Linked DNA regions of Mus musculus: region 1 is linked to region 2. A link is a contact called in public HiChIP or PLAC-seq data. All regions are on one chromosome and are shown on one strand. The core of a region is the stretch at or near the end of the contact, and the rest is flanking DNA. Distances in the headings are between cores, read along the strand shown.

Evidence for each region. HiChIP or PLAC-seq counts read pairs in DNA pulled down with a chosen protein or histone mark.
Region 1: a contact with region 2 is called in a BATF HiChIP or PLAC-seq map of CD8 T cells, with 5 read pairs. The contact joins two enhancer-like sites. A contact is called at or near these places in 5 of 39 promoter capture datasets (3T3-L1-derived adipocytes, cranial neural crest, liver and 2 more), 1 of 484 Hi-C or Micro-C datasets (nephron progenitors), 11 of 115 datasets of contacts at active chromatin or transcription factors (the 230-238 cell line, CD8 T cells, the SCID.adh cell line and 6 more) and 3 of 9 other capture datasets (adipose tissue, embryonic stem cells and liver).

The regions. Positions count from the first base shown.
Region 1 is chr12:84,940,141-84,943,246 of GRCm38.p6, reverse strand. It overlaps Arel1 (apoptosis resistant E3 ubiquitin protein ligase 1), which reads left to right. Exons shown (of 20, transcript NM_178065.5): 4 at 1,290-1,516; 5 at 2,850-3,087. Among named protein-coding and RNA genes, the nearest start is that of Arel1, 29 kb to the left of the region's middle. Within about 2 kb of position 1,311, at least 22 of the 459 cell types and tissues checked have an H3K27ac peak or open chromatin away from gene starts, as enhancers often do. A contact at or near this core is called in CD8 T cells, where this site is marked.
Region 2 is chr12:84,761,035-84,764,099 of GRCm38.p6, reverse strand. All of the region lies in intron 2 of Npc2 (NPC intracellular cholesterol transporter 2), which reads left to right. Among named protein-coding and RNA genes, the nearest start is that of Npc2, 11 kb to the left of the region's middle. Within about 2 kb of position 1,464, at least 120 of the 459 cell types and tissues checked have an H3K27ac peak or open chromatin away from gene starts, as enhancers often do. A contact at or near this core is called in CD8 T cells, where this site is marked.

The sequences.
Region 1 (3,106 bases), core at 62-2,561, 180 kb before region 2:
GGAGCTAGAAATAGCTCCACTTGTGCCAGAACGTACCCTCACACAGTTGGCAGAGTTCATTCATTTGGGAAATAGTTATTGAGTAATTATAGTGTGTGCCAGACACTGTTTACTGTAAAGTCCAAGTCAAGGCAAAAATCTGCCTGTAAGGAGTTCACAACACGAAGGGGGAGGTAGGTAAGTGAAGTTAGTAGATACAGAAGTTTGAGGGGGCCCAAAAGAAGGAAGCCCTAACTGATGGGACTTGTGGAAGGCTTTTGCCAAGTGGACAAGCAAACAAAAGGCTTCCAGGTGGAGGGAAGCAAGAGCACACTATGCTAAGCACTTCTGTGAGGGGCAGCATGGCAGGACGGTGGGAGGGGTTGTGCCTGGGCTTCGTGATAGACAACAGGGTCAGCAGACTGGTCTGTGAAAGGCAAGAGAACAAATACATTCCTCGTTTTGCAAACATACGGTCTCCTTCCACATACTCAGCTCTGCCTGGGTGGTTCGTTTAGGACTGGTGAGGTGATGTCCTAGCATAGCTTCATTTACAGAGGTGTAACACCAGGGTGGGGTTTGTCCTGAGATCAGTTAGCTAATTATGCTCTAGAAGCTCCTTTCTACACATTACAGTGTCCGTCCGTCCGTCCGTCCTTCCTTCCTTCCTTCCTTCCTTCCTTCCTCCCTTCCTTCCTTCCTCCCTTTCTCCCTCCCTTCCTCCCTTCCTCCCTTCCTCCCTTCCTCCCTTCCTCCCTTCCTCCCTTCCTCCCTTCCTCCCTTCCTCCCTCCCTTCCTCCCTTCCTCCCTTCCTCCCTTCCTCCCTTCCTCCCTTCCTCCCTTCCTCCCTTCCTCCCTCCCTTCCTCCCTTCCTCCCTTCCTCCCTTCCTCCCTTCCTCCCTTCCTCCCTCCCTTCCTCCCTTTCTCCCTCCCTTCCTCCCTTCCTCCCTTCCTCCCTCCCTTCCTCCCTTCCTCCCTTTCTCCCTCCCTTCCTCCCTTCCTCCCTTCCTCCCTTCCTCCCTTCCTCCCTTCTTCCCTTCCTTCCTTCCTTCCTCCCTTCCTTCCTCCCTCCCTTTCTCCCTCCCTCCCTTCCTTCCTTCCTTCCTTCCTTCCTTCCTCCCTTCCTTCCTCCCTCCCTTTCTCCCTCCCTCCCTTCCTCCCTTCCTTCCTTCCTTCTTTCCTTCTTTCCTCCCTCCCTCTCCTCCTTCGTTCTTACAATCTTGCAGATACTTCTGACTCCTTTAAGCATTGTGAGCTGCCAGTCTGTTCTGTAGTCGCTGTAATGTGGTTTGTGTTTCTCTTTCGTGTAGGTGGAATCATAGTGTCTGTGGTTGCATTCTTCTTCACAATTAAGTTCCTCTTTGAGCTTGCCGCACGTGTAGTCAGCTTTCTTCAGAATGAAGACCGTGAGCGCCGAGGGGACCGGACTATTTATGACTACGTGCGGGGAAATTACCTGGATCCCCGGTCCTGCAAAGTGTCCTGGGATTGGAAGGACCCCTATGAGGTGGGCCACAGCATGGCCTTCCGAGTGCATGTAAGGGAATGTTTCTGTCTCCATACCCGTCATGGTTTCTGAGTCATTTGCTTTCCAGGGACCGGTGCTGTCTTGTGCTGCAGGCTGGAATGTTAACATTTTCCCTTGTTTTCAGTTCCTCCCAGGAACTTGGGAATTATTAATATCTGGAGAGGCTTGAATTTTCCTATCCTTTGGTTTACTGGGTACATAGCTTTGAGGAAGTGGAAAGCCTAATGTTATGTTTTTCAAATAAAAAAAAGTGTTGAGGCTGGTTGGACACCCTGCTGTGATGCCTGCACCTGGGAGGCAGAACTCTCTGATCAGGAGTTCAAGGTCATCCTGTGTACATGGGGGTCTCAAAGCCCATTCTAAACTATATGGGACTCTGGCTCAAAACAAAACAAAATTTTCAATCCCAGCACTCAGGAAGCAGAAGCAGGCAGATCTCTGTTAGTTCTGGCCAGCCTGGTCTGCATAATGAGTTCCAGGGTCAGGGCTATGCTGGGTGACCTTATCTTAAAAAGGGATGGGGGGTGGCAAGAAAGAAAAGGGTAAAAGGAAAGGTGGGAGGAGCCATCCTAGATTAGTATAGTAAATGGAGCCGGAAAGCCCACGCCAGCCCAGTTTCTGTTTCATGGTGGTTTCTGAGACAGGATTTCCCTAAGTAGCTCTGACTGTCCTGTAACACACTATGTAGACTAAGCTAGCCTTACCATAGAGATCCACCTGCTTCTGATATTTGGATTAAAGGTGTGGGCCACAATGAGTGCCTGGCATTGTAGCTGCCTTATAGTTGGAACACAGCCATATTCGTCTTTCGGCTGCTTTCTCATCTGCATAGTTAGGGTAGCTGTGTGTGGTCCACAAAGCCATAAATACTTCCTCTCTGGCATTTTGCAAAGGAACTTTACAAGCCATGCAGCAGCTCTCCACGAGGTAGGACGAAGTTTGGTGTATGACCCTGAGTCGCCCCCGCCCCCAGTGCCAATGCTGCTGGTCACCTGCCCTCACATTGGGTTAGCACTGAGGCTAGAATAGAGCTGGGGACACTGAGGAGGCAGCATTTACTGTTCAGAAACCTCAAGTGTTCTTGACTTTGTAGTGTATGCTGCCCCGTCCTCTGCACAGGCAAAGACTTGTCCATGATTTAGTGGTTTTCTTGTCATGTTTATAAACATGTCTCTCGCTGTGTTTCTAAGACCAGAACTGAAAACTGAAAGGAACAGGTGGACACGGGTTTACCATTGTGACCTTGGGCGGTTGCTTCCTCTGCCCCACACCCTGGCCACATGGGAAGTGGTTCTCTCCCCCTTCTGTACTAATGGGTGCCCACCCCTCTCTTCCATTGCAGTTGTTCTATAAGAATGGACAGCCTTTCCCTGCACATCGGCCCGTGGGACTGCGGGTTCACATCTCTCACGTTGAACTAGCAGTGGACATTCCAGTGACCCAGGAAGTCCTCCAGGAGCCGAATTCTAACGTGGTGAAGGTGGCCTTCACTGTGCGCAAGGCTGGGCGCTATGAGATCACTGTGAAGTTGGGTGGCTTAAATGTGGCCTATAGTCCCTACTACAAAATTTTTCAGCCTGGTAGGTTCGTGGTTCATTC
Region 2 (3,065 bases), core at 215-2,714:
GTTGTGGTGACCTCTAGCCACAAAATTGCTTTTGTTTCTACTTCTTAACTGTAATCTGGCTATTGTTATGAGTCATGGTGTAAATATCTGATATGTGGGGTGTCTGACATGTGACCCTACGAAAGGGTCATTTGACCCCCCTCAAAGGGGTCAAGACCCACAGGTTGAGAACTGCTGCCTTATCTCAAGAGAGAGGGTCTGTGTGAAGTGGCTCTGTGGGTAAAGGCACTTGTCCCCAAGCTTGATGACTTACGTTCAATCCCGAGAACCCAGACAGTCAAAGGAAAAAACTGAATCCATCAAGTGGTTCTCCGATCTCCACTTGTGCATTGTGTCACACTCGAGACACGCCCCCCATACACACACCCACGGGGGTGTGGGGCCGGTGTTGCACCACAGAGAGATGGCTCAGCAGTTGAGAGAGAGCTTGCTGCCCTTGAAGAGGACCTCAATTGGATTTCCGATGCCCACTCACAACCACCTGCAACTCCAGCTCAAGGGGATCGAGTCCCTTCTCCCCCCCCCTTGCACAGGCACCAAAACATATGTGTGCATACACACAGACACATAAAGATAAATGAAGATATCTAGACACGTGCAAAATGCTTCTCTCTGGAGAGAGCAGCTGCTTGGAAACTTTTCCTTTGCTTACTCTCCCGTGAACTGTGTAGGACTCGAAGTTCTCAGCACTGTTGGCTTCCAAGCTCGAAGAATGCCCACTCCGCTTTCTTTCCTCATATGCCCTATCCCCTGTTTGTTTAAGAAAAAAATCTAGAGGCTGGGGAGAGACTCAGTATGTAAGAACACTTGCTGCATAAATGTGAAGACCTGAGTTCAGATCCCAGTACCTACATAAAAAGCCGGGTGTGGCCACACAGGCACTTGCGCGCCTGTGCATTCAGGGCAGTGGGTGGCAGAGGCTGGCCGGCTGGAAAGATGAATGGAACCAGCCCAGCTCCAGGGGTAGTGAGGGCCTCAGTCAGGGTTTCTCTCGCTGCAAGTGAATCACCACGACCAAAAAAGCAAGTTGGTTTGGTACCAGTGGCAGGGTTAGGTTTAGGTATGGAGAAAACCTAAAAACGGTGGTAGCTGTGCTGTGTGTGATGCCAGTGGGGATGGCTGTAATGGATTCGGAAGCCATTTTGGAGGCAGTAGACACAGCAGCAATTTTGATAGTTACCGTAATTCATCTTCAGATGCTGGGCCTGTGATGGGAGGTAGCTCTGGAGGCAGAAGCTCTGGAGCCTGTGGTGGTAAAAAGGTGCCTAGCTAAACCACAAGACCAAGCTGCCAGTGCAGGAGCTCTCTGTGGCAGAAGGTTCTAGTTATAGCCAGGAAGTAAAGCTTAGCAGGAGAGGAGAGCCCAGGAAGTGACGGGGAAGCCTCAGGTTATAAGTTAAGACCTCAGCAAAACACAGTAGTGGTGGTGAGAAGAAGACATGTTTTAGAGACTCCTCGTGTATCTGAGCTGTTTCTGTGACTAATTGCGAAACAAGTTGTTTTAGTTTCTGTTCTGTGGAAAGTGTAACACATTCCAGTGACGGGGGTTGGGGGGGTGGGGGAGTGTTTTGTTCTGTTTCATAATTGTTATTATAACTTTGGATTTTGGGTTTGTTTGTTTGGTTGGTTTTTTTAGTTTTGATTTTTAGATTTATTCTATAGTTTTTACCAGCATGTGTGCATATTTAGTACATGCATGTCTGGTGCTCACAAGGGTCAGGGGAGGCTGTTGGATCCCCTAGAATTAGTGTTATGGATGGTTGTAAGCCACCATGTAGATGCTGAGAACTGAACCCTGGTCCTCTGGAAGAACAACAAGCCTTCTTCCCTGCCTGGGTTACTCTCCGTTGCTCCCTCCCCAAGTGAAGGGTTTTAATGTACAGTTTTCTTGGTCTGTGTTGTTGATCAGAGTAATAGTCTAATCATGATGCTGAATAAACATGTCTTTAATAAACTAAAATTAAGAGTCCCTGAGAGGGGCTGGAGAGATGGCTCAGCGGTTAAGAGCACTGACTGCTGCTCTTCATAGAGGTCCTGAGTTCAATTCCCAGCAACCACATGGTGGCTCACAACCATCTGTAATGGGATCTGATGCCCTCTTCTGGTGTGTCTGAAGACAACTACAGTGTACTCACATATATAAGATAAATAAATCTTAAGAAGAAAAAAAAAGAGTCCCTGATGATGACCTGGCAGGTGACGATGCCTGCTCTGTCGCCAAGGCTGACACCCTGAAGTTGAACCGCAGAATCCACACTTTGAACAGGAAGTCTGACTCCTGAATCTTGTCCTCCCGCCTCTGTAGATATGCTGTGACCTCTCCCCCACTGACTACGTGTACTAATGTAATTTAGGCATTGTTATTATTTAAAAATGAAACAAGTGAGACCCAGCTAATACCCTAGATCTCTAAAATGCCCTTACAATGTGTAATGTTACTGGAGGAGACGGGTCTGGGCCCCGGCAGCCTTGTCCTCCGTGTGTCTAAAAAGACAGTGAAAGCTTGAGAGAGGAAACTGAGTGTGGTCACACTGGGAAGAGGAACAAATCCAGAGGCTTAGTGAGCTCTTCCGGGTCACTGACAAGGCTTAGGTCTAAATAGAAGGCAAGAGGTCAAGGTATTAATGTATCCTTAGCTCAGCTCCTGGCCTGTCTCCAAGTTGTCAGAACCCTGTGACCTTCCTACATGGCAAGTTCCTTCTTCTGCTGGTACCAGGGCTCAGCTTTTCCCTTCTTCCAGTGGGGAATTCCAATTTCTTGGGGTACATTGTTTTCATAGCCTGATAGTCAGAGGGAGGCACGCGGTGGTAATAATACTTTCATCCCTTCTGCTTATCTTGCAGTGTAGGGGCTAGAGAAATGAACTTCTTTTTAATCTTCCATGGCATCTGAAGGATTACCTGCCACTGCTGTGCTAGACTGTGGTATTTAAAACTCAATGACAGAAGTCAGTGGTCCTGGGAGAGAGATAAGGTTATCTGTCCCAGTAGCCTGATTCCCTTGATGGAGAGCAAGGAAAGATACCAGCTTCCTTCATCACGTGACAGGGCTAGGTATTGAATGTG